3 separate regions of the Sus scrofa genome follow, and all the other regions are linked to region 2. A link is a contact called in public HiChIP or PLAC-seq data. All regions are on one chromosome and are shown on one strand. Each heading gives the region's core, a stretch centred on a gene start, on an enhancer-like site or on the middle of the called end of the contact. The rest is flanking DNA. Distances are from core to core; before and after follow the strand shown. Region 1 overlaps PPARGC1A (PPARG coactivator 1 alpha). Region 2 has its middle 310 kb from the start of DHX15. Region 3 has its middle 48 kb from the start of PPARGC1A.

Evidence for each region. HiChIP or PLAC-seq counts read pairs in DNA pulled down with a chosen protein or histone mark.
Region 1: a contact with region 2 is called in an H3K27ac HiChIP or PLAC-seq map of skeletal muscle. The contact joins two enhancer-like sites. A contact is called at or near these places in 1 of 47 Hi-C or Micro-C datasets (skeletal muscle) and 1 of 2 datasets of contacts at active chromatin or transcription factors (skeletal muscle).
Region 3: a contact with region 2 is called in an H3K27ac HiChIP or PLAC-seq map of skeletal muscle. The contact joins two enhancer-like sites. A contact is called at or near these places in 4 of 47 Hi-C or Micro-C datasets (fetal heart ventricle, heart right ventricle, psoas muscle and 1 more) and 1 of 2 datasets of contacts at active chromatin or transcription factors (skeletal muscle).

The regions. Positions count from the first base shown.
Region 1 is chr8:17,927,091-17,930,988 of Sscrofa11.1, reverse strand. All of the region lies in intron 2 of PPARGC1A (PPARG coactivator 1 alpha), which reads left to right. Among named protein-coding and RNA genes, the nearest start is that of PPARGC1A, 18 kb to the left of the region's middle. Within about 2 kb of position 2,443, at least 4 of the 83 cell types and tissues checked have an H3K27ac peak or open chromatin away from gene starts, as enhancers often do. A contact at or near this core is called in skeletal muscle, where this site is marked.
Region 2 is chr8:18,309,690-18,313,644 of Sscrofa11.1, reverse strand. It overlaps a transcript of PPARGC1A not described here. Among named protein-coding and RNA genes, the nearest start is that of DHX15, 310 kb to the left of the region's middle. Within about 2 kb of position 2,629, at least 9 of the 83 cell types and tissues checked have an H3K27ac peak or open chromatin away from gene starts, as enhancers often do. A contact at or near this core is called in skeletal muscle, where this site is marked.
Region 3 is chr8:17,993,159-17,996,978 of Sscrofa11.1, reverse strand. It overlaps a transcript of PPARGC1A not described here. Among named protein-coding and RNA genes, the nearest start is that of PPARGC1A, 48 kb to the right of the region's middle. Within about 2 kb of position 2,143, at least 1 of the 83 cell types and tissues checked has an H3K27ac peak or open chromatin away from gene starts, as enhancers often do. A contact at or near this core is called in skeletal muscle, where this site is marked.

The DNA of each region.
Region 1 (3,898 bases), core at 1,194-3,693, 380 kb after region 2:
AGCTCCTTAAGGTGGCATTGGACTTCATCAGAACACAAACATCCCAGCTATAAATTGCCACTGCTGGAGTGCCTTTGAATAAGTGTATACTGTTTCATATTTATAATGGTGAGGCTTCATAATATTCACAGTGAATATATAACACCGATCAGTTCAACAAGCATGAAATTGTATGTTGTCAACTTGTCACATAAATAGAGTCATATTCCGGCTTGCGATAATGTTGAACTAACATTTTTTTCCCCCATAATTGTTGAGAGGGTCACCCAAAAGTGGGGAGGTAGCACTTCCTTTGGTCGATAAACAGTTGGGGCTATTGTAAAGTTGATATTACCGTTGATGGGTTCCTTTGCTCCCCTCTCTCCAAAGTGCTTGCTTTTCTTGGGTGAATGCTAATTGGCTAATCTGGTGTGTTTCTTCTGTCATCCAGTGGTATCATTTTCAGCCAGTGCTAGAAGGCTTTTTTTGGGTTGTGTATGTGTGAGTAGCTTTTTTTGTTCTCCTTTAAAACATTTTTTTTTTCTATTCTTGTAGCGCAAATCAGTGCTAATTGTCATGAAATTCTCTAACCATCCTCTGGCAAGCTCTCTCGTTCATTTGCACTCCAGTTAACTCTTAATTCATTACCAGAATCCCGGGTCATAGTGAAGGCTGGACATTTTGATCAGACTTTCTCATGATAGAGAATTTAGAGAGATGCGGCAAAGAAATGATTGCACCAAATGTGCAACTTGCTTAAAGGAGAAAGTGCGGGGGGAGGTGGGGGGCAAATGAAACCGACGCATCGGTCGCCGGGGAGCAACTACAGAGACCAATTTCCACAGTGGCTGATATTTCAGCACCAGAGGCATGAGAAGAAACGGATGCCAAGTACTTTTTCACTTTTGAGAAATTCTTCGATGTGTTCAATCCTCCCCATCTTCCTTCAAATGGCCCGGAGTCAGAAAGTGTTGCCAGCTCTCTCTGCAGTCATGTGAATTTCCCTGGTTAAAGTGGCTGACTTTAAAACCTCAGGATGGTGCTTTAGGAGGTGTGGATTACCAAAGGGTATTACTAACTCCGATGTTTTCATCCCATATCGTGTGTGGTGTGGATGGTCATGTTTTCACGTAGAAGAAGCCATTTGTCCGCCAAAGCTCCTGGTCTCCAGAAATATTTTCACATTTCTTCAGGCTTCTGGTTAAAAGTTCCTCTCTTCTCTCACTGATGTCTCTATCCATTCCTCAAAAAATGATTACCGTCAACCATTAGCATGCCCATTAGCATGTCACTTCCTGGGGATACAGTGGTTCCATGCAGACAAAGTCCATGGCGCCATGCTGCTCATGGCTGATGATGAAGATGCAGCTTGAGAACCCAGTAAGATACAGTCTCTGATAGAGAAAGCCAAGCAGGGACTTTCTCCACTGGCCTGTTGTCTTGATCATCGATCACAGATAAATTCTGCCTTTCTCAGGGGGTGGGGGGGGTTCATTTACCATCTTCAGAAGTGCCTTCTCCTGGAAGTGGAATTTGGCTGGAGAACATTTCCCTTGGCTAATGGGACCTTCTGTTCCAAACCAAGGGCCCTGGGCACAGCGTCTGGCAAATGCAGGGCAGTGGGACAGAATATTTGAAATGGGGAGATCTGGCTCTACCGTGCCCTACACACAGTGTGTTGAGAAAAACAGCAGTTTGCTCATGGGGATTGCTGAGGGAAGACCAGAAGAAGGAGCCTTCAGGGAAGAGAGAAAGGCTGTCAGCAGAAGGTTCTGCAACCAGGGTGCACAGCTGATGTGAGTGGAATGCTGAGTCCCTGGCAATGCAGGTGGGTGCCTTTGGGTGAAAATGATTCTGCACTATTTGAGGCCTGTCAGCCTTTCTCTGCGAGAATGGTATTTCCTGCTGGAAGGACTGACGCGCTTTTTTGCCTCTCTGCGACATCTTGAATGTGGGGCCTTCTCTGTGTTGTCTCATGGACAGTCCTTCCCTGGGACTGTCTGGCCTTGGGCGATGAGGCAGGCATGAGAAGAAGGCTCTGTACCCCTTTCCTCTTCTCTTGGGAGGTACCAAGCTTTACATCTCTACTGAGCCTGATTCACTTAGATCGTTTTCACGTCCCGGTAATTCTCCAGCTTCAATTTCTTCTCACCAGTCCTTTCTGAGAAGTTGATTTCTGCTTCTGAATGCTGCTTACATAGGGGAAAAGGCACCTCTATTATAGGAATGCCCTTGGTTTTTCCATGGACGCTTGGCCTAAGGACATTGGCTTCCCTGGGTGCCATCTCATTTGTTCAGATGTGAAGTTGGAGCTTCTGTAGTCCAGACATAGCTCTCCCGGGTGTCCAGGGATCCTCGCCAACTCAGATCCTGTCCAGAAATGTTCTCATGTCAGGATCCTCTCGTGTCTTGCCAGCACATGCTTAGCAGGGACACCCTGATCTCCCCTGAGCCTCGTCTATCAGCCTGCCTTTTCTTCTGGGCAGGGCTGCTTGATGGGCAGGCTCGCCTCCTGTTCCTACTGAAGAAGAGTCTGGGCAAACGCTGGAATGCCGCGGTGCCGCCTGGGATAAGTGACTTCTTTCCCCCTGCTGGTCCTCAGTTCCAGGACTCTGCATGCAGTAGATTTGAGAGTTATATTAGGTCACAGTGCCACTTTCGAGCTCCTTTAATCCTATCACCCGGCAATCCATGTAGCTGAGGTGGCTGCCCTGGTCCTGAAGGAATTTGTGTCAATTTCTCCTGGGACAAATCTAGTCTGGGCCACTTGGCAATATTTGTTCCAACTGCACATTTTGACAAAGACGTTTTGGCCACACAGAGCCAGAGAATTTGCTGCGTGCTGATGTGTTTGGGGGGAACTGAATGTTGCCTGGTCTTGGCAGATAACTGAGTCTGGCGATCTATGTGGCATGATCCATGCCCTGTTTAATTTGTCTTTGAATGGCAAATGCGTTTCTTCTCTGAGTCAGCAAAAGCCTTGATACCCTCCAGTGGTACTGGGTGACTTCTCTGTGATACAGAAAAACAAAACTTGATCCTACTTTTTTTCCCTTTAGTGGCTGGTTCATTTTTATTTCCAGCGACGTTTCATCGCTGAAAGAGAAGATGTATGTTCCATAGATGGGATGCAGTTTTACTTAATCACAGTGGTTATTTTTATAATTCGCATTAGGAGACCTCATTTCTCTGGCCATTATTAACTTAGTGTTATTAATTGTCTGAAACATAGCTGAGAAACACACCATTTGTAAAAATGTCTCTGAGAAGCCAAACCAGATGGGGAAAAAAAAAAATCATACCCTCAAACTCAATGCATTTTATTACCAGATAAGCTTCTCCAGCTCTCACTTAGCATTTGCTTCCTTTTGTTTTACTTTCAATTTAAACCAATCTAGTTATCTGTGTTCTGAGCACATGGGAGATTAGAAGAAATGATTTAGAAAGTTAATGAGCTTGTAAGAGGCAAGGAGTGGGAAGTAGGAACTGACCCAAAGAGATGAGACTAAAAACTACAAAAAGTAGACAATCACTCAAAATACGACTGTCTGGGGCCATTTCAGTAGAGGGCAGAACACTCTATACTTTCAGGGCTGTATTTCTAAATAGCTCCCTACGGTCATTTCATAATATTGTACAAAGCTACAAAAATCAATTCTCATAATTTTTAAGGTGAGGGAAATATGTAAATGATTTTGAAATCTTTCCATTAAATGCTTTAATAAAAAATTTGGTGCTTAAGCGATGCAACTTTTCGATTCTTCTGCACACGTGCCAAGATGGATTAACGCCTGATCATGAGAGATAAATGAGGCATATACACAAACACACACATGTTTTTACATCTAGAGATTTTCACGTGGTCTGGCATCCCTCTGTCTTTCCCGCGTAGTAATACCTACTAGGAGAATGTTCCATG
Region 2 (3,955 bases), core at 1,380-3,879:
AGGGCGCAGCTGTATGCCCAACCAGATGTTAGGTGTCATGGGGGGCACGGAGAGACAGAAAACGCAGGTCTTCCTCTGTGACTCCTTTCACATGACCATGGCCATGAGCACAACATTAATGAAAGATATTAATAAATGATCACACTGTTGCTAAATGAACACACTGCGTACCCTTGTCTGTCTTAGCAACTGCCTGGCATCAGGTTAACAGAGGTGTTTGAAGTCTTCAACCCTGGGGGTGCTGTGTGGGTGCAGGTCTAATTCTGCAGGTAGAGCTGAATCTCTGTGGTGTAAATTATGGTACCATTTTACCTTTGAGCCTCTTCTGGAACTTTGTGCTAAAGTCCCTGTACTCGGGGTTCCCGTCGCGGCGCAGTGGTTAACGAATCCAACTAGGAACCATGAGGTGGCGGGTTCGATCCCTGCCCTTGCTCAGTGGGTTAACGATCTGGCGTTGCCGTGAGCTGTGGTGTAGGTTGCAGATGCGGCTCGGATCCTGCGTTTCTGTGGCTCGGGCGATTCGACCCCTAGCCTGGGAACCTCCATATGCTGTGGGAGTGGCCCAAGAAATGGCAAAAAAAGACAAAATAAATAAAAAAATAAATAAATAAAGTCCCTGTACTCTGTCATCACAATGATGATGAGCTGGGCTAGAAAACCAAAGTGATTATTATCGGGCAAAATATAGAACTGGCGCTGGAGTGCTGGAGCGGTAAGTGGTGTTTTATCTAGGAAAAGTTTTGTTTCAACCTTTTTTGGTTGAAAATCCATTCTAAAGTATATCATGGAAGAAATGCTTCTCTCTCCATTTTTACGCCTTTTCCTTTTTGTGGCATGTGGGAGGTTCCCAGGCTAGGGGGCTCATCGGAGCTGTAGCTGCCAGCCTATACCACAGCCGCAGCAACTCGGGATCCGAGCCGTGTCTGTGATCTACACCGCAGCTCACGGCAATGCCAGATCCTTAACCCACTGAGGGAGGCCAGGGATTAAACCGAGTCCTCATGGATACCAGTCAGGTTTGTTAACCACTGAGCCACAACGGGAGGAACCCCAGACGGTTGTCATTTCTGAAGATCAGATTTTTGTTTTTTGTTTTTGTGTGTGTATGTGTGTGGGGGGGGGGGTTAGGTTGAGAGGATTTAGGGCATTAGCCAACTGATGGTTTTTAGCCTGAAATTTTTGATATCAATTTACTTCCAATGCAGTGAGTTAATGGGCACATTTTCCACAATCTCATTTGCATCCCTTGTTCCAAGGAAAATTGCCTAATAATATAGTTTTGCTTTCTCTCCGCTACCCAACAGTCCATATTCCTTTAGCCTCAAAGGAGAAAGCAAGCCCATTTCACCTGTACATGCTGTTGAAGAAGCAGATTCCTGTCGAGGTTCAAGGTCTAATCGGTTTGGCGTGGCATCTAGGAATCTCCGTTTTTTAAGCATCCTAAAAAAGCTGATGACAGCCTCTATTTCTAATAGGAAGGTTTTGGGAGGCCTACACTTTGAGAAACAGTGTGAGAGGCAGAGGAGTTGGTACCTGGGCAGATTCCAGGTGCAGAAAGAGAGGTGATGTGTATTAGAGAAAAATGTCCCTTCTCCCAGAAGGTGGTCTCATGGTGACTGAGTGGTGGTTTTTCATCAGTGACTCATGATACAACCTTGTAGGAAATTCAGACCCCAGATTCAAGTTTACAAACATATATGGAAGAGATTTTCTCGGGGTCCCAGGATTGGAATCAGACAGCGTAACACTGATTACTGGGAAATACATATTTATTACGAGAGCTGTTTTTTTTTTTTTTTTTTTTTTTGTAGTAGGGAGAATTTATTTCATGCAGAGCATATAGTATTTGATTGATATTATCAGATTATAGGAAGTCTATGAGAAAAGAAACAGTAACACAGCAAATTATCGCGTTAGAGTTATTCATCCAGCCATTTGTATCCCATGTGAATAAGCACTCTTGGAAAAAATTTTGTGATTCTGTCAAATAGAGAAATTATTCACAGAGAACATTTCCATTATTTTCAAAGCAACAACACTGGTATGGTTGAGCATCAGTGTGTGTGTGTGTGTGTGTGTGTTGCACACGGCATGTGGGTGGATATTGGCAAACAAGCCATGAACTAATAATAAAACAACACATTAGCAACAATTTAATTAAGCACAATTTATGTCAAAGTATCTGAATAGGGATATGATTACATAATTATGTGCAAAACTTTGAGGCGAAGAACAGACCTTTTTCTTTTCTTATAGGCAGCTCCACATTCCGCCATGGTCTGGCAGCTGTTTTTTGAGCTGCCAAGCTGGCTTAGAAGTGGGGCCAAACCTTTTCCGAGGGAATGGTCTGGGCGAGCTGGCAGGCTGTCCAGCTGTGTGTGGTCCCCGTCCCAGCAAATGAGTAAATCAGAGTTATAAGTTGTAAATGGGCTGCCAATGAGCTTCTGCATAGTAGGGAATGAGCTTGGCATCGTTTAAAGTCCAGTTCAGCGACAGCCTCTCTCGCGGCAGCCGCATCAAGGAGATGGTGGAAAATTAAGGCATGGTGGGCCACGGAGCTTCCACAGGGCATGAACTCGGTGTACTGTGCTCGAAATGTCACATTCCAAGAGGTCCTGGAATGAGCCGGCTCAGTGTCATGTCGCGCTGTGAGCTCCGCTCACATGATGCAAGCTTTTGCTTATCTGCCCAGGCCTAAAATAAGACACTCCGATGCTTTATTTATGAGCTCTGGGCCACCCAGGCCTGTGATGTAAGTAACCTTGGGGTACACAGCATTTGATCACTTCAATTCCCATTAACTACCTGTTTCTAAATGGGGAAACGCATTTGCCCAGCGCACTGCGTTATTCATGAAGACACAAAAGCAGCCTGTTGTGCTGTCACTGGGGCGGAGTTCCATGTAATGTGATCCAGCTGTTGAATGCCGCCCTGTGGGTTTCTAATGTTACTTTTCTCCTTCTCCTTTTCTTGTTCATTTCCTTTTTCTTCTTTCTTTTCTTTTTCTTCCTTCTCATCCCCCCCTCCCCCCGCCACCCCATTCTTAAAAATGGCCAGCTCCAGACCTGGTTAAACACGTCACTGTATATCTGTGAGTTAGGATCTGTTCTCCTGTTTAGCACAGAAGGTCAGGGGTTGGTGGCAGAGGACCCATTTTACATAATAATGGGAGCCTCTGGTGCAGTCTCTGAGCTTGGGCGTGATGCTATTAATATTTCAGACCTCATCATTTTTCATTGTGGGGGCTGTGCTGTGGATGGTATGCTGTTTGGAGCATTTCTAGCCTCTGTTCACTAGACGCTAGTTGCATTGACCCATTGTGATAACCACATTCCTCAGGGTCCCTTCGGGAGCAAAAATCGCCCCTGGTTGATCTAGTGTGATGACTGCCTGGGTCATTGTTCATGAGCAATTTCCCTAACTCTCTCTTTGATTGTAAGGATATAGGTGTCAGAACTGGATTTGGAGGCAGACAACCTGGGTTTGCATCTGGGCTCCAGCCCTCACTGTCACTCGCTAATGTGACTCTGGACAAGCTATTTAGCTTCGATCTAAGCCTTCACTTCTTCGCCTGTTACGTAAGCGCAATACTGCATCACTTATAAGGTAATTGGAAATCAGCGACCTAATATGTATAAAGAATATAGTGTATGATACATGCTCAAGAATTGCTGGTCTGATGACCTGACCTGATAGAGGAAATACTTTGACTGTCAATTTAGACATACAAAGAAAAAAAAAAAAGCCCTTTTCATCATGTGTTGCCCACTTCTGGTTTCTTCCTTCTTCTCGTTCCCTTCTCTTCTGTCCCCCAGCCATTCTTCTATTCCAGAAACTAATTATGGCCCAAGATGTGCAACAGGGAGAATGGAAAGAGAAGCGGTGAGGGGAATAGAGGAGAACAGTTTCGTGGTGGGATCATTCAATTAGGAAGCCCCAGGAAGAGGCGTGGGCA
Region 3 (3,820 bases), core at 894-3,393, 320 kb after region 2:
GGAGAGAGTGACAGAGGGATCATTGCTGTCTCTGGTAGAGATCTCTTAACCAGTTTGGACTTGCAGAGTATAGAGTGGAATAAGGGGTACCCAACAAGTGAATTTTTGCTCAGTGATTAGACAGCTGGCAGTACCTTCTCAGCTTTCTGGAAGAAAGACATACGTTGAAGACAGACAGAAATTTAGCATATTTTAATAGAAAAAAAATGTCAAAGAGAGTCAATAGAGTTTGTATTGGGGTTCGTTTTTTTTTTTTTTTTTTTTTTTTTTCCAGGGAAAAAAATAGGGAAGTTATGTGCTGGCAACTGGGAGTCAGGTATGATTCACAGTTTTATCTCTGGTTTAGTGCTGAGTTCTAACTTGAGGGAGAAATGGTGGAACATTCTGACTCAAGTGCCTGGTTCAGAGTAGGATCAAGAACTCTTATGAACGTGTGTCATCATACACTGCATGAGCCCCCTGTATTGGTGGGATAAAGATCACCCAAATAAATGAAAGTTGAACTTCACCTGTAAAACCACCATAGAGGTGAGCCAAAGTAGGATAAGTCAGTAGAAGCTACATAGGGATCTTACGGTTTCTCCTGTCTTCGCTTCCTCTCTTTTCTATGTAAATGAGATATGATTGAAAGAACTTCATCATGAAACTTGGGGTCGGTTGCTGCAACAACAGCCCTCCGTGGTACCACTGTTGGTCTCTAGTCTTAATGACTTTGCACAAAAATGCCTCCTTATTCTTGGGCGTTATTGAGAGATCTATGCTTTTGCTGTCTAGCATATGCAGGAACTGGTGTGTTTCCCTGTTCTGGGATCCTGTTTATTTCTTGTTTTTATATGATTACCCTTCTTGGCTCCTTCAGCTGCTTTTCATGTCTTATGATCACTCCTTCAGGTCTTTGAGTTGGTCAAGTAGGATGTAGAGCTAGCCTGCTCAGTTCATATTCTGGCTCCTTAAACTGTGCAAGGTAGGACTAACTATAATGCATTATAAGGGAATTCTCTTGGGAATGAGACATGCTATGGAGATAACTCAGAACTGTAGCTAATACAGTAGGTATTCAATCTGTGCTAGATTTAGTTACTGACTCTTAAAATCATACTGATGGATCTAAAGGCTATGTGATGACATTGGCTTATTATTTACATTGAGTGAAATGAATTAAACTTTTTTTTTCTGGACATGGGCATGAATGAATATGCAGCAGTATCAATACTTAATATTCACTAAATTAAACAGATTACCAAAAAGTCCTTAAACATCAAGAGGACAAGAAAAGTTAATCCATTTGCCATTTTGTCTTTTTGAAAAAAATAGAATTAAAGGTTCCACTTGAATATAAGGTTAACATTTAGATACTAACTGTCTTTGTAATTCTTTCTTAAAGGTTCTTGTCTAATTGTTATAGTAATTAGTGAAAGTTACCAGCATGAGCTCTGGACTCAGTCCTGAGTTGGAATCCTGCTTCTGCAACCTACTAGTTGTGTCACCATGTGCAAATCATTTAACTCTTACTACTCATTTTATTCCCTGACTGTAAAACAGATCCGAATAGGCACATGGTTTGTTATTTTATTAAAATGAGACACTGCATGTAAATCATTTTGGTGCCTGACATAAGGAAAGTATTCTATAGAAACACATATTGCACAGCTCTGAGGGGCTTCATTTGACATGGTAGTCTATGTAAATGGCACCCTTTTGAGTGGTGCAATAAGTGGCCCTGATACAAAAATTGGTATTCACTAACATTTTCATTATGATGACACAGCTAGGAAAAGTCCCTGTGAGCCAGAAATACATGATTATCTGCTCTTTCTCTGCCAAATGTGGAAGCAGAAAAAAATGGCCAAAATGGGTATATTAGAAACTTACCAGTGTTTCGCTTTAATTTCATGTGAGGGATTTCCTCAGTGTGTGTTGCATTTATCAATGGTCAAGCCTATGACTCTTGGGAAACTTACTGGGGGAAAGAGGAGGCATCATCTTTTCTTGCTAGATGTTCCGCTCGCCAGTGTTTGATCCTGCCCCTCACACCCCCCAGGCACGCGGGCATCATAGACGGCTCTTTCAGGAGGTGGTACCAGGACACCAGTAGTATTTTGCAAGAAGGATCCTTGGCTTTGCCTGTGGAGCAGGGAATGTGATCTCTAGCTGGGAGCCAAACCACAAGCATGTGAGCAGAACCTCGAGCTTGGTTCCTGCCCAAGTACATGTAGGGAGTGGAAAGACAGGGAACCTTTGTGAAAATGAGGCAGCCTCACGCGCAAAGACAATTCCACAATGGCCAGTGGGATATTTCACCTTTGTCCCAAAGGAGAAACATGGTTTCTTGTTTACCTACAACCACCTCCTTTGGAAAGGGAGCCTGCTGGTTCATTTTCCTGGAATGGGGGTTCGTGGCAAGCCATTCAACCTAAATGAGCCTCAGTTTCTTCATCTATAAATTGAGACTAATAATAATTTTTCTGCCTATAGTATAGTGTCTGGGCCAGGGTTGTTGCTCCACCAATGCTTGCTGTGAATGCACCCAATATGATGGGCTTCTCCAGCATGGACCATACAGTTATGTTTCTTCTTGTTATTAAGCAACAGAGTGTCTCCGGTTCCATTGTGGCAGGAAGTTAAAATTGCTTTTCTTAAACCCCTCTCTCATCTCACAGATCATAGTCCTAATTGTTCCAGATATTCCAGATATCTAGAGGATCCAGCCTTTAAAAAAAAAAAAAAAAAAAAAAAAAGAACCACCAGACTAGCGGGTGCCATGTCTTCTGCCTGCACCGCTACTTCTGTTGCTGCCACACAGTGTCACTGTTGGATGGTGATCGTGTATAGCACTGCGGAGCCTGGTCCACTGCTCTCTACACGGACCCAGTGATGTCCCCTGGCTTGAGCTCCAGCTTGCCACCTTCTTTCATCACACTCACGTGCTAAGTCAGTGCTCCTCATAGCATTGTATCCACACAGAGTGGCAGGCTCTGGGTGGATTTCTAGGTTCAGCCAAATCCATCCTTCCCCATGTCACCCCTTTGGGCTCCCTCCCCTTCCTATGTGTCCTCTTTGGGACCTTAACAGAGACTGCCTTTTTCTAATAGTGAGATTCCAATTAACATTAAGTGAGACCTTCCAATTTTTTTTTCCAGGAATTTCCTTATCCCCATGGCAATTTGTTCACCTCTCTTCAGTGGATGGGTCTACCTTGCAAGTGATATTGAGAGGTGTCTTTGTTAGACCACATAGGATGCATTACATCTTTCCCAGAAGGAACTGCTCATCTCTACATAACTAGAGAAAGACTTACTTTGCCCCCAACCCCTGGCAGATGAGTACCCAGTGTCACATGAATGATTAATGTATGTGAGAGTGCCTTCTAAACTAAAGCCCTATAAAAGTAAGACCTTATGATTATTATTAAATGGACAGGGGTGATTTAGACACATGGCACAAGCAAGGCTAGCACTCATGAACTTCAGGCTGTAGCCAGAAAGCTGTCTGAAGGAAAATACTCTCTAATGCCTTCGAGGATGTGGGGCCAGTTGGCTTTTCTTAATATTGAATTGTGTTCCTTCTTTTTCTCTCACTCTATGTCATCCATTTTCCTATTAATTTCTCTTGCTTAAGCGTCATAAACCACCAACCAGTCTGGGCTGAGCCGGTGAGAGTTAGTTCACCCAGAAAACCAACCTCTTGCATATGGGGGAGGCCACAAACACATGTTTCTGGAAGCAAAGGAAAAAATATAGTATGAATGGCTTAGAATGGGCCAGGTGCCTTTATACTATCTCATTTAATTCTCAAAACAACCCTGAAGACTTTTCACATC